Linked DNA regions of Mus musculus: regions 1, 2, 3 and 5 are each linked to region 4. The links are chromatin contacts, called in public HiCAR-type and promoter capture Hi-C maps. All regions are on one chromosome and are shown on one strand. The core of a region is the stretch at or near the end of the contact, and the rest is flanking DNA. Distances in the headings are between cores, read along the strand shown.

Region 1 (2,700 bases), core at 112-2,611, 2.9 Mb before region 4:
GCCTCTACAGGTAGGAGCCTACATACACACTGTAGGTTCCAGTGAGTCTAGACAAACTTTTTAACTTGGGGAGGAAATGTCCTTTTATACTGCTGTATTTTAAGGGTGCGTTCACTTAAAACTCCCCAAGACTATCACTGTTTAAAACTCATTTTAAAAACACCCTCAGCATCGCCTTTGAAAGGGAAATGGGAACAGTATCACATATGAAAAACCCACACTTTCAGTGTCCAAGTCTGGTTTTAGTTTTTGTGTGTTTTTTGAAAGGGTCTCCCTATGTAGCTCTGGCAGGCCTGAAACTCCGGATTCCCTGCCTCAGCCTTCCTGGATGCAGTTCTGTTACATCTATCAGTAAAACCTCAATCTTCTAAGGGTCTGCAAAGGCAAGATGGCTGTCAACATCCTGTTCAAATGTGTTTACTTCGGTAACAACACCGTTTTCGTTTAGAAATGGATTACAGCATGTCCCGAGTCATCTTTACGCGTGCACCCCTCCAGAAACGCACCAACGTCCTCTCCCGACACGACGCGGAGGGGGTGAGGCCCCTCGGCAGCCAGTGGCGCACGTCACTAATCAGCTCCTTCTCCAAGAGTGGCAGGCGGGGAGAAGAGGCAGAGTCGCATGCCCAGGCTGCAGCCGCAAGAAGGAAGAGTTGAAAATCGGAATGGCAAACTCCGAGAGCACGGACCGCTTCTCTCTCGCAGCGCGCTCGTCGCGTGTGGACCTCGGCCAGGGGCGCGTGGGAAGAAACCTGACCTATTTTCTACGCCCGCCTTTGCGAGCGGGCAGTGGAGGACAAGGCGCGGGGGCCGGGCTCCCCGTGGGCAACAGAGAGCTGCAGAGGGGCCTCGGCCCCAAGCCGCGTGCGCCTGCCACCGGAGGAAGGAAACCAAGGCTGCAGCCCGCCGCACGCAGTCCCAGCGCCCCGCGCGCACTCCGGGCCCCGGCCGTACCCGAGGGCGGCGCCCAGGCCGCGCCCAGGCCGCGCCCTGAACCTGCCGCCTGCCCCCGTCCCGGTGGAAGAGGGAAGCTGCAGACGCTCGCCAGTCCCCTCAGGGACCGGGCCTGCCGGGCCTCGGAGCCCACAGCCTCCCAGGCCCTGAGAACTCGGTCGCGGCCGAGCACCGGACCTCGGAGTCCGCACGCTCGGCCTCACCTCCTTAAGGAGCGGTGGAACCCCGTCCCCTCAGCCCGCGGGCCGCACGCGGGTGCTTGCCGTCCGCACTCACCTGCCCGCTTCGTCTTCGCGCAGCGGCGGCGCCACACTCCGGCCGGGACCCCACCGTCCGCCTCAACCAACCCCCAGGCGGCGGCGGCGGCGGTGGCGGCGGCGGCCGGACGGGAGGGGCTGGACGGCAGCCAGAGACAGCCCCGCCGCCTAGGCCCAACCCGGCTCCGCCCGCCCCTGGGCCCCGCCCACGGGCCGCCGCCGCCGTTCATTGGCCCGCACCTAACACGCCTCGGCGCGGCTCCGCCCCGCCGCCCATCCGCCCGCCAGCCAGGGTGCTGATCAGCCATTGGACATCAGCAACCGGGGCGGAGCCGTATCCGAAGACTCGATTGGTTAGATCTCGCGCTGTGATTGAACGACGGGAGCCCTGGCTCCGCCTCCGGGCCGAAGTTCCGTTAACAGGTTCGGTTGCTCCCGAACTCCCTTTCGCCAAGGGGGTGGGGCGATGGGAGGGTGTGTGCGAGTGTTTCCCCTCCCCCTACGGGCCGCAGTCCACAAGGCCGCAGGGTAGGCGGAGCGGCGACTGTTGACTTGTTACTTTTTTTCTTTTTTTTAGCTTTACTTTCTTCTAATTGGTTGACAGGCACCTGACTTTCGCCGCCCCCTCCGGCCGCTTCTTAACGTCCCGAGACGCAGGGAAATGACGTAGTTCCCCGACATTCCACCTCCAAGATGGCTGCTGTCAGGAAGGAGAGACGTCGCTGAGGGTTTTGCCTGAGGCGAGGGGTGAGTATCTAGCTGGCCGCGGGCAGCGCCGCCCACCGTCTGCGCTCCTGGTGGTCCGAGGAGGGTATTTTCCAGCTGCCTGGGTTCTACGGAAGAGTCCGGCTTCCCGGATTCCACCGCCCTCCTTGGAATCCCTGATGCACGTTGAAATTAGCAGGCGACGCGGGGTTGGCGGCGAGGGAGCTTCGGGACAGGGTCGGGTCCTCTGGGGTGCGCCGCTAATGCCTGGAACTGGAAGCTGACCTCGCAGAGGAAAGTGGTTGCGGTTTGGGGGATTCCTAGCCGAGGAATAAAAGGGTGGCGGGGCTTACACGCACAGACCCTGCCTCAGACCGACCCGGTCACCCACGGCTTGTGGATCCCTCTGTTAAGTAGGATTGAGGCTTTGGAAAGTGTTCCGTGACTCTTGAACCACGGAACTCAGGTAGGACCAGGAATGAAAAGGGACTTCCTCGATAAGACTCGTTCTTACCCAGACGTCATCCTCTCCTGAGTGCTTGTTTGCCTCGGTGTTAGGGGAACTGATCTTTATTAAGTTGAGAAATAACATGTATATGTTAATCTGAAAACGTTTAAGCAGTTTAACCTGCCTAATGTATTCTTGGTGGTGTTCTTAACTTTGGACTACCAATAAAACACAGCTTTCCATAAGTCACTCAGTGTTTAAAATCAGTTATCACAGACTGGCTGTCTTCCTACGTAACCCTGGCTGGTGTGTAGCTCTCTCTGTAAACTAGGCTGG
Region 2 (2,700 bases), core at 138-2,637, 2.1 Mb before region 4:
CTGACCACTTAAGGAGGCCAGATCAACCGGAGCTTTGAAGATGCTGAAGGGCAAGCTCTGAATGCAAACAGGTCACTGGGCACCCACCACATCTACTCAAAACCAGGGCATCACCTGAACCTGAGTCAACTAGATGAAATACATGCACAACATCCCAATCCAGACACACACCCTCCTCAAGTCTTCAATGCTCTCATATGAGGTAGGTGACCCAAACCAAACCACTGCAACAACAGAAAACACGCTGCTAGCCTAGCAGAGAAGGCAATACGTACCCTGGCTGTGTAGTCCAAGGGTGCTCAAGCTGGACAGCTGAACATATGAGACTGCCCAGCCAGGGTGGAGGTCTTTAATACTCTCCTCTTCCCCTTTCAGTTTCTTTGTTTGTTTCTTTTTTTTTTTCTTTTTTTTTTAGAAGAGACTATTGTTTTTCTTATCTGCTTTGCCACACCCTTTCAGTTTCACTTACTGAGGGGTTTCCTAGAAATCACTCAGGTTCCCAAAAGCATTTGAGCCATTTGCCCAGCTTTCTTCAAGAGCAAGTCCAGCCACTGGCTAGCTACTTGGGCCGTGGGAGGAGGCGGCTGAGGCCAACCAAACTCTCAAGAGCCCGGAGCTACTTGTCATTGCATTGCATCAGCTGTCCCTTTCTTCAGGTTGACCGCCATATGACCTCCCCACCCTCTTCCTTTCCCGCCCCCACAGCATCATTGCAATTGTGTGTAGTGTAGCGACAAATAGGACGGGCATATCGCTTTGTACATCACTGCCTTCCCGAAGCAGCCTTGCTCTGAAGTTGTGCACTGCAGCGGAAAGATAGGCTTTTAATGTTGGACATAGAGCTTGGTGTGCTATCATAAAACCGTGGGCAAGTAGCGTTCCTTCTCTGCTTCTCTTTAGGATTCCTCATCTGTGAAACGGGCACCAGGGGCTTTACAAACACTTCGTACAGGGCAAAGAGATCCTACAGGGCAAAGCCCAGGCGGTGGGAAACGATGACAGGCTGGGTGGGCGGCGCCGCCGCAGCCTCCCGGTCCCTCGTGGTACAGGTGCCCAGAGAACAGACAGCCCGGTTCCGAGCTGGATCCTCGGGGCGCGGCGCCGGGGCGTCAACCGAAGGCCCCGGCGCCACCTCGGCATCCCTCCCTCGCTCCCGGCGCAGTGACCACCCCCTCCTCACTTACCGGCGGCCCCCACTTCGGCCCCACCAGTCAGCACCCCCAAGTTCAGCCACCGGTACCTCTTGGGCGTCCGTGGAAACACCAGCCGGCTGGAATAACTTCCGGTCTCGGCATGCCGCTATTGGCTGTCCAGGCAGAGGAGGGCAGAGACCATCTCCGATTGGCTGAAATTGCTGGCGTCGTGGTGGAACGCGACTGGGCGGCCCGAGTGCTGGCCGGACCGTTGTAGGGGTGGACCAAGAGCTTCCGTGTGTGTGTGTGTGTGGTGAGCGGCGGGCCCGGGAGGGAGGGGGCCGGGATGTGGCGGCCGCATGCTTCTCGCTTCTTAGCGCCGGGCTCAGCTCGCCGCTTGCCTTCCTGTTCTTCCCGTTCATTCCTAGAGTGCTGTGCTCTGAACTCTTTACCCATTAGTGTTGACAGCTTGGCTAACTTACTCATCCTTCAAAACCCGTGTCTGTTTTTTGTTTCCCATCCTGTATCCATGGCCTCTGGGGCAAGATCCGTGTGAATTTCTACCCACATCAGATCTATCATAGTGCCTAACACAGAGTAGGAAACTAGGACCCGTGTGTTGAACGGGAAAATTCTGTCTTTAACTTTCCCAGTTCCCTGCCCCATCACCTTGCTGTCTGCAAATTCATCCAGATTGAGGCTTCTTGGACAGTGAGCTAAGCACACAGGACACCCTGCCCCATGTATCCGTGCTCCCTTTAGCTTTTCAGTATTCGACTTCAGTCCTCAGTCCTCTTTTTCCCCCATTTAGCCTCTTCCTCTTGGTTTCACCTCCCCCCCCCCCCCTTTCTCATGGCATTTTTTGGACTTGGGTACAAGATGGCTACCATCATCTCCTAAACGGTGTGCATCTCTCTCAGCCGTCTCCCTTCATATATGTTTTCTTGACTCACCCTTGACTCCTCTTCATTGGTATTGGTTCTGTTTTAGTCACAGTATTGTGAACACCTTAGTTCCCTCAACCTCTTCAGAGCGTCACACTGGTGTAGTCTCTCTGAGACCTGTCTCAGCTCCAGAAAAAGATGCAGTCTTGGGCCCAGCTACCCTGTATCCTTTTCCTTTTGAGTTCACAAGTCCACGACATCGTCTGGCTCACGAGTCAGGGATGTTTTTGTCTTTCTATGGCTTGGGAGTGTGATGAATGAAGGACATCATTTACTGTTTTGCCTACTGTGGCAGATGTTGAGTGAGAGAATGAAATCTATGTGTGGTGCATCTGGTGTCCAGTCCCTTGCTGTCGTTCATTTTCTATCCCCTGTGGAGCTGATGAGCCACACTGTCCTCAGATCTGCTATAGGCCTCTTTTGTGAGTCTACCCTGCAGATAACCGTGTAGCTTAAAACCCAGGCTGTGACCGAGCTCTATATAGTATGGTGGTGGGAATCAGATGGGTTTCATTTGAGGAACCAGGAGATTGGCCTCAACTCCCTGCTGAATATGTAGAGATCAAATTATTTGCAGAGCATGGGTCTATCTCTGTGTGGTTAGTCTCTAGTGGGATCTTAGT
Region 3 (2,716 bases), core at 53-2,552, 2.2 Mb before region 4:
GAGGGCCTACTTGAGCAAGTGCCCATGGGCTTGTGGGACAGTGGGGGTGCTCAAAGTCTCTATGCAAGCCTGGCCTCAGGGTGAATATATGCTCCCCAGATCAACTGTATATCCCAGGCTACAAATGGAGGTAACTCTGGCCCTGGGGAAACTGCAGTACAAGGGGGTCTTGGCCACGGCAGGAGTCCTGGCCATTGAAGATGCCCTCACCTGCCCTGTTACAGCTGGGGCTAGCATGGGGCTCTTTCTGGGTCTCTAATTCTCCACCTGCTTGTGGAAATCTCTGTGGCCTTCCCACAGCTTACAGAAGAAAGACTTGGTGACAGTCTGGTGGTTCTCAAGCACCTAGAGGGTACGTCACTGCTCAGGGAAGGCATTCTGCCAGACAGCAATGTTCTCCATCCAGGAAGAAGCAAGCACGGATTAAGCACCTAAGGCCAACTCCAGCCTATCACTGTTCCAGGAGAGACCTTTCCGGGTAGGGCTATGAAGGATGAAGACAGCAGGACAGGTGGATGAGGAGCCAGGTCTGGGCCTCAGAGCTGAACATATAACCAGCCAGACCACTACCACCTCAGTCGATTCACCTGGAATCCCAGCGGCTAAACCAGGCTCTATTTAATACTTAGTAAATAAACTAATCCTCTAGGCAAAAGGAAAGGCACTAAACGTTCAACAGGTCCGCACGGTAGTGTCATGGGCAGACCTAGCCTGCTCTCAGCTTCGAGCGCTCTTCAGTCAGGTTGACATGACCATTTATTTGACCACCCGGTGGACCGCCTCCTCCTCTCCTGAGCCCTCCAGCAGCTTAAAGCAATGCATGGGAAGTGCTGGGCGCCTGGGGTCGGGCCAGCCTTCTAGGAGGTCGCGCGGTGTCACCAGCCTCGCTCAGACAGCTGCGGGAAGGGATCAGTAGGCTGCGCGCCCGCATCCTTCTGTTCTGTCCCTGCCTCCGGCCAAGCCGCGGTGCTGCCAGGATCCCCAGACCTTGCACTCAGTGCGCACGGAAGGGTCAAGAAGACACCTGTCGCCGCGTACCAGCCAGAACGCCCGCCTGGCATGCCGGTCATCTCCTTACCTCCGGCGCATCCAGCCAGGAAGTCGAGCGCCATGGCCCGGCCCGGCGAGCCGGCTGTGTCTTACTACTCCTCGGGCCCGGCCCGCGGTTGGCCGTCGCGACTCCTGCTATCTGGCCTCCGGGCGCGCAGCCGGGTCGGGGAGGCGACTGGATGGCGACTCCTAGAAAAGCACTCCCCTGGCGTCCAGCTTGCCGGGCCTCACCTCGCACCGCTCGCACCGCCCCGTCGGCCTCAGCCCCCGCGGGGGCAGAGCGCAACCAATCGGTAAGCGAGGCACGGACACACCCCGTGCTCCGGGTGCCGCCGCCAAGTCTCATTGGCTGGGCGCGCCTGGAAGGTGTGGCCTCGGGCGCGGCGGGCGGGGGTGCCTCCCGGCTCAGTAGACAAAGACTGTGCTTCTCGGGCCCGCCCGCACGGCGCAAGGAAGGGGCAGTGCGGTGGGCACACTGCACACTGGAGCCCAGAACCTCCCAACCGCACGGTCCGAAGGGCGGCGCTCGATCTGCTTCAATCCTCGGACCCCTCACGGTATTTGGATGCGACTCTCCTGCTCAACCTCATCGTCCTTGCCTGTGTCAAGAGGACACAGTGGCGAGTGCACACGTGGAACGCCGCGACTCTCCCAAGGCCTACTTTGGTCTTGGACTCAGCTTGCTGGGAAAGTTCGAGAACGACCGCCCACTTGGAGGGGCCTCTGAGGCCCCGGATCTTCTTAAGCGAACGCGCAGGAGTACTGAGGACCCAGTGCACCCAGGCAGAGACAGGGACTTGAGTTTGAAGGACGTAGAAACGTTTTCAAACAGAAGGGGCCTGTGGATGGGGCCTGAGGATGGAAGGGTGCCGCCAAGCCCGACGTGTTCCTGGGAGCCGCCAGCAGGCCAGATCAGGGGCGCGGGCATCTGACTGCAGCTCTGGGCCTTGGGACAGGGTGAGCTAGGTGCAGGACAAGGAGCAAGCAGATATTCCAGGCTTGGAGAGCATTAAAGTTGAGGTGGGCTAAGAACCCGACGCGCCGCCCCCCACCCCCCCAGTTGCTGGTAATATCTACAACAGCAAGGAGTCTGGAAGCAAGTCCAAGTGATGGATACAGCCATCACTTACCGGGCCTCTGCTGGTCGTGACTTTCTTTTAAGCTGAGAGTGGAGTAACAGACTCCTGTGGTTACTCGAACTCTGCTCTTGCCTCTCCCCTCCCTAAACTGGGCGCGGAGTTGTGGGATGGCAGATCTGATGGAGGGGCAGCTCTGAGACCAGGGACCCCAGTGTTGTTTGAGAGGTGGTGTTTATCCTTGGAATTGAATGGACCCTTCGTGAAGCCGACACCCAAGTCCAGGCCTGCTGACCCCTAGTCCAGTGCTTGTGGTGGCTACTGGGCCCTGAACTAGGGGTCTGGAGACCTGGGTTTGATCTCCACAGGCTTTGAGTCATCTGGATGCCTTCTAAAGGCAGGTGGTAAGAGGAAGAAGGAAGTACACACTGGAACTGGGGTGATTGTAGGATCCCTCCTGAGGCCTTTGCCATTAACCCCAGCAATCCTCCTGCAGGGACACAGCCATAAGAATACCCTGGGGTCCGGTGGTAAAGCTCGGGTCTTCACGCCTCCACCCTGGTTTCTGGTTCTAAGAAACGGGAGGGCAT
Region 4 (2,700 bases), core at 31-2,530:
AACCCCTGCTTATTTATGCGGGCTTTCAAACCATAAAACTCTCGTTTTCTCTCTGTAGCTATTTATATCCTGAGCGGGTGTAAAAACTGTCCCCATATGAAGCCCAGGTCTGAAGTAATATAAACGAAAAATAGCCATCTCCTGTTTTATTTATTTATTTTTAATTTAAAGCAAACGGTTTCACCTATAGTCCCCAGGTTTGGTCGCTGGCGCGGGGGGTGGGGCAGCCCACCCAGCCCCACAGGCAGCTGTCAGGCAGTGACGGGGCCCCTCGCTTGATCACTCCAGGGACAAGGACGCCCAGGGCTGGGTGTCACCGACTCCTCCGCGTTCAGGCTCTTAGCCCTGCGGGCTGGGGGAAGGGCCCGGGTCTCGGGAAGTGACCCTCCTCTTCTACCGAGCTGGGGACTCAAGCTCCTTCTTTTTCCCCCTCGCGGTGGGGCCCCTAGTCGATCTATGTCCCTCCTGCTGTCCCGGGGCCACTCGGCACCTCCCCTCACCCCGACGGCTTCGAGGCCCTCCCCGGCCGAACATCCCGACTCCTCCCTCGGCCCCTCAGGCAACGTGGGGAGCCGGTGGCCCCCAACCCAATTAGCGGGGAGCTCCATCGTCTCCAGGCACAACCGCTTTCCTTCCCTCGGGGGACACTGCCACCTGAGAGCCTCGTCCCCAGGTTCCCTTGCTCTAGTACATCTCGATCGCCCCTGGGCGACGCGGGGGCGCAATTAGTTTCTTCCAATTAGTTTCCCCTCTTTGTATAGAACCCATTCAAACTGTGCGCGTACTCCTCCGCGCGAGGGGGAAAGTAGTCCCGACCTTGCCCGCGATTTCTGTTCTCGCGTCGGGCACATTCACTTTGGGAAGCCGATGGGACGCTCGGCGGGATCCCCGGGGGAGGTGGCGCGGGGCCCACAGGGTGCGAGCGGAGGGAGCGGGGCGCTGGGGAGGGGGAGGGGGCTAACTCCTCGCTGTTGCCTCGAGAGATGGATCATGGGGCGTAAAGCGATCGCAAACCTCAAACCACGTACAGTGGGCGATACGCGTCAACCCAACCTGGCCAACGGAAGCACAGAACCTTCCCCCTCCTTCCCGTGATCCCGCCCCCGTGGCCTGACGGACGCGCACAGAGACCTACCATGCCCCTGCTTGCCGCCCGGATCCCGTGAGAGCCAATGGAAGCTCGCAGGGGCGGAGCTTGCGAGCGACGGGTTAGGCTGTGCGCGGCCCTCCTCCCCCCCAGGCTCCGCCCCTCCCCCCCGCCCGCGGCTCCCGGAGTAGTTAGAGCCAGCGAAGTGCGGGCGGCGATGAGAGCCAAAGTTGCGCTCCGTTCGGCATCGGGGGCTTGAGGCGGCTCGTTGCTCCGCCCGTCTGGGCCTCCTCTAGCCCCAACTCCCGCCAGCGGATCCCGCGCGCTCGCCCGCCCGGCCCGGCGCCCACCTGCGCCCCCTGCCCGCGGCCCGCCGCCCGCGCCTCGCGAGCCGGGGTCCCCGTCACTTTGGCCCGGCCCCGGGCCCCGCCGATGCCGGCCATGGTGGAGAAGGGCCCCGAGGTCTCAGGGAAGCGGCGAGGGAGGAACACGGCGGCCTCCGCAGCCTCGGCCGCCGCCTCGGCCGCCTCGGCCGCCGCCTCAGCCGCCGCCTCGGCCGGCACCGCCTCCGCCTCGGCCGCCGCCGCCGCCTCGGCCGCCGCCGCCCCCAATAATGGCCAGAATAAAAGTTTGGCGGCGGCGGCTCCCAACGGGAACAGCGGCAGCAACTCCTGGGAGGAAGGCAGCTCGGGCTCGTCCAGCGACGAGGAGCACGGTAGGTGGCAGCCGCCCCCGCGCCCGGCCCGTGTCCGCGCCCGCGCTGACCGCCGTGCTCTGCTTCCCCGCAGGTGGCGGTGGCATGCGGGTGGGACCCCAGTACCAAGCGGCGGTGCCCGACTTCGATCCTGGTGAGTAGCGAGTGACGGGAGCTCGGGAGACAACTTTGTTTTTTGTGCGTGTTGGCCTTCGGTCCGCGGGGGCACACGGGGCGCGAGGGCAGGCGGCGCGGCACGCTCGCACACGAGTGTGCTGCAGATTCGGGTGCGGGGAGGCCATGGGCTCCGGTGGGGACAGCACTGGGCCCGCAGTGTCCCCCGGCTCTGAGAAAGCCACACCTGGCCGGGGTGGAGTGGGATGTCTCTGCCTCCAGGTGTGGTGTACCGGAGCTAGGACGGGATCCCGGGTGGCAGTGCTGGAGAGTTGGCGTCCTGGGGCGCTCGGACCCAGGGCTCCGCAGAGACTTCTTACTTCAAACTGGCTCCTAGCGTTACCCTGCCAACCCTACGCTCTTATTGCCTCTTGACTCTCATCCCGTCTTGTCCCGTCCGGTCCCATCCTGTCCCATCCCATCCCATCCCATCCCATCCCATCCCATCCCATCCCGAGGGCTGGTGGAGTAAAGATCTTCCTGTCCCTCCACCCCAATCAGGTAATAAAAGAAGTGTGCTTTCCAGAGAGCATCTGTCTAGATAAGAGAGCCCGACTTGTGGCTGTTATTTTAAGATCTGTTTGTAAATGTGTGTTTCCTTTATTTCTTTTTTCTTTTGGGGGGGATGGGGTGGGGAGGAAGAGGTTGTGAAAGAATAGAACCATCAAAAGGTTTAGCTAACCGGCCATTTCCATCTACTAGAAATCCTTGTCCCCTAAGAAGGGGCATTCTTACTTGCCTTCCT
Region 5 (2,700 bases), core at 187-2,686, 2.1 Mb after region 4:
AGCTGGTAGTGAAGAGCTTCAGAATGTCTTTGTAGAGCTGGGCATTTGTGGAGCTCCAGTTTGGGACAGAGCTGTACCCTCAGGTTAGGGTCCCTAGGAGGAAGGTAGTGTTCCAGAGGGGCTGCGTTTGCAACTGTGGGTAGTCCCTGACCCATGGTGCAACACTAATCCCATCTGAGAGTTCTGACTCCCTACCCCAGCAGTGGCCAGGGAGATGGAAATACCCCTGACTGATCCTTGCCCAGAGCTAGGTCTGGAGACAGATAAATGGGTGGGTGTGGACAGGAGTGTCAGTCAGGGCTGAACAGTGAGAACTTAATGTCCGGCTATCAGCAACTGCATCGTCAGCTTGCTAGGCAACGATCAGAGAGCCCCAACCCCTAACCCCCACTAAGCCTACAAACTACTCTGAAGCTCAGGCCAGTAGAAACCTCCCAGCCCTCCATATTTACTGTAGGCTTAGTCTGTTCTCTACCTGGTACCAACCACGGCTCAGCCTCCTCCTTAGCTGGGCAGTGGACTTGGACCGCTGAGCTCTGGGCACTTCTCCCAGAGATAAGGACTACTCATCAATTGTGCCTCGAGGCACCAGGGAAACAGCCTGGGCATGGCCTCACCCGAATTCCTTGTCTTGACCTCTAGTCTCCAACCTCAGGTTGTTAGGTCCTCAAGCTTAGAGTCTGTAGTTCCTGTGGCAGGATGGGCTTTTCTGGATGGGAGTCCCCTCTTCTGAGTTCCCCGGTGAAGTTGTGGCTGCAGTCCAGTCAGCTGCCAAAGGTCAGGGTGTTCACATGCGGCTAGCCAGAGTGGACCTCCTGGCGTCTGCGTGGGTTAGATCTGGGAAAGGCTGGAAGGAGTTGGGCTACAAGGCTGAGACTCTGAATGTCCTCAACTCTTTCCGAAGAAGCATCAAAATATGTGCAGAATCCTTGAATGCTAATTTGTGTCTCTCTGCGCTTTATTTGTGTGTGTGTTCACATGCGCACGTGTGTTTTGAAACAGGGTCTCACCCTAGAGACCAGATTGGCCTCACCAGTTTTAGTAGGACAAGCAAACACACCACGTCCCACTTTATCTGCACTTTAGAAGTTTCCTGTGCTTACCCGGTCTCCAGCTAGCCGTTGCAGGTGCAAAAAACGCTAGGCTAGACAGAGCTCTTGGTCCTTCGAGGGGAGGACTCAACGACCCCTATTCAAGACCGGAGACTTGCCCTGCCCCAGGCAGGGGGCGGGGCCTGGGTCCGCAGGAGCCGCTGGGCTTAGAGGGTCCCGGGAAGACTCCGCACCCCTGCATGGCCCTTGGCCAGTTTATCTTGCCGGAGGCGAGTATGAACCAGATGACCATTCTTGGCCAGTCGGCCTGGATCAGCGTTCCCAGGGGTCCAAGTCCCGGACTGAGGGGGTGGGGCGGGGGCGGGGCCTTAAAGGGCAGGGCCACGGGGTCCCTGAAAAGCGCGGACCAGGCGGGCGCCACCCAGTCCAGAGCCTGCAACCTACTTCCTTCTAGCTGCAGCCACTTGTGCAGGACCAGGTACCGCCATGCCGAAGTGCCCCAAGTGCGACAAGGAGGTGTATTTCGGTGAGCACGCTTGGGTATCCCAACCTCTCTCCACATGCCCGCGGGCGTACTGCAGGCGGTACGCGGAAGCGTGGTCCAGAGGCGGACAATATTGGGCTGTTCAGGTGGACCTGGCTGTCTAGAGTCCAGGGCATCGCCTGGGATAGAACCCATAGATCTTGCCCGCGGCTTGAGGGTGGGACAATTTGGTGTTAAACAGAACCGACATCTGTGCCTACTCGCTCTTATGTTTCTGGGTCGGTCTTCTGGCTTCCTTGTCTCTGGGTCTCCAGGTCTCTGTGACTCCCATGCTTGTGGGTCTCCCCTTCTCTGTGACCCTGGCCTCTGGATCCTGCTGTCTCTCCCGCCTTCTGTCTGTGCGCCTTGGGCGGGGTCCCTGCTGGATAGGAAGGAACGCGGGACTAGGGTGGCCCCTCCCAATGCTAAGTAGAAACAGACGCCCAAAACCACGTCCGGGGGGTTCGATCTCGGGTGCTCGTTTTCTTGCTGTTTGCGCGCCCTAGGGCTTCTATGAGATAGTGCGTGACTAAGAGGTCCCCTTGCCCCTGCTGAGGAGAAGGGTGTGCCCAGGTTTAGTGCAGAGGTCAGAGGACTTTAACTGGGTTTACCTAACCTTAGATCCTCCAGACTTGTTCTCCTCCACTCTCAAGTCTGAAGGCCTCCTCCTCTCCAGCTCTACAAGCCCTCGGGGGTCATATCCCTATGGTGACACTTAAAAGTGTCCCACCAATGAGCCGGGATGGGTGGGTGGCCAGGTAGCCCACGCCTTTAGTCCCAGTGCTTTAGTCCGGGGAGGCAGAGACAGGAGCATCTCTGTGAGTTCAAGATCAGCCTGATCTACGGAGTGAGTTCCAGGACAGCCAGGGCTACACAGGAAAACCCTGTCTCAAAACAAAAACAAAAAACAACCTAAAAGAAAATATCCCACCAAAAAGGTGACCCTTCTGGTTTGTGAGGTGGGATTGGCTTGAGAGCACCATAGTTGCCCCTAACCCTCTCTGGAGCACAGTGGTCTCTGGGGACACAGGGTGGGCTGCCACATTGAAAGAATGAAGTGTGGGTGTCTGTGCAGCTGAAGAGGGGTTGCAGGGACTCCAGTGTCTCACAGTGGATCTGTGCTTC

Evidence for each region. Promoter capture Hi-C pulls out the DNA fragments that hold promoters and counts their contacts. HiCAR-type assays count read pairs that join an accessible place to other places. Capture Hi-C pulls out chosen DNA fragments and counts their contacts.
Region 1: a contact with region 4 is called in a promoter capture Hi-C map of erythroid cells, with 9 times the contacts expected there. The contact joins the promoter of Setd3 here to the promoter of Rcor1 in region 4. A contact is called at or near these places in 2 of 39 promoter capture datasets (erythroid cells and pre-B cells).
Region 2: a HiCAR-type map of astrocytes shows a contact between it and region 4, with 7 times the contacts expected there. The contact joins the promoter of Wdr25 here to the promoter of Rcor1 in region 4. A contact is called at or near these places in 1 of 484 Hi-C or Micro-C datasets (B cells) and 1 of 115 datasets of contacts at active chromatin or transcription factors (astrocytes).
Region 3: a contact with region 4 is called in a promoter capture Hi-C map of adipose tissue, with 2.9 times the contacts expected there. The contact joins the promoter of Slc25a29 here to the promoter of Rcor1 in region 4. A contact is called at or near these places in 2 of 39 promoter capture datasets (hippocampal neurons and pre-B cells), 2 of 115 datasets of contacts at active chromatin or transcription factors (large pre-B cells and thymic regulatory T cells) and 1 of 9 other capture datasets (adipose tissue).
Region 5: a contact with region 4 is called in a promoter capture Hi-C map of liver, with 2.4 times the contacts expected there. The contact joins the promoter of Crip1 here to the promoter of Rcor1 in region 4. A contact is called at or near these places in 1 of 39 promoter capture datasets (pre-B cells), 1 of 115 datasets of contacts at active chromatin or transcription factors (bone marrow-derived dendritic cells) and 2 of 9 other capture datasets (adipose tissue and liver).

Annotation. Positions count from the first base shown.
Region 1 is chr12:108,177,923-108,180,622 of GRCm38.p6, forward strand. It overlaps Setd3 (SET domain containing 3), which reads right to left and starts at 1,362. Exons shown (of 13, transcript NM_028262.3): 1 at 1,231-1,362. Ccnk (cyclin K) reads left to right here and starts at 1,816. Exons shown (of 12, transcript NM_009832.2): 1 at 1,816-1,958.
Region 2 is chr12:108,892,885-108,895,584 of GRCm38.p6, forward strand. It overlaps Wdr25 (WD repeat domain 25), which reads left to right and starts at 1,388. Exons shown (of 7, transcript NM_177602.3): 1 at 1,388-1,429. It overlaps Wars (tryptophanyl-tRNA synthetase), which reads right to left and starts at 1,290. Exons shown (of 10, transcript NM_001164314.1): 1 at 1,185-1,290.
Region 3 is chr12:108,834,574-108,837,289 of GRCm38.p6, forward strand. Slc25a29 (solute carrier family 25 (mitochondrial carrier, palmitoylcarnitine transporter), member 29) reads right to left here and starts at 1,303. Exons shown (of 4, transcript NM_181328.3): 1 at 1,079-1,303. The coding sequence starts at 1,112. It overlaps Mir345 (microRNA 345), which reads left to right and starts at 2,400; the gene lies at 2,400-2,495.
Region 4 is chr12:111,038,087-111,040,786 of GRCm38.p6, forward strand. Rcor1 (REST corepressor 1) reads left to right here and starts at 1,281. Exons shown (of 12, transcript NM_198023.3): 1 at 1,281-1,802; 2 at 1,876-1,935. The coding sequence starts at 1,520.
Region 5 is chr12:113,150,576-113,153,275 of GRCm38.p6, forward strand. Crip1 (cysteine-rich protein 1 (intestinal)) reads left to right here and starts at 1,437. Exons shown (of 5, transcript NM_007763.3): 1 at 1,437-1,578. The coding sequence starts at 1,539.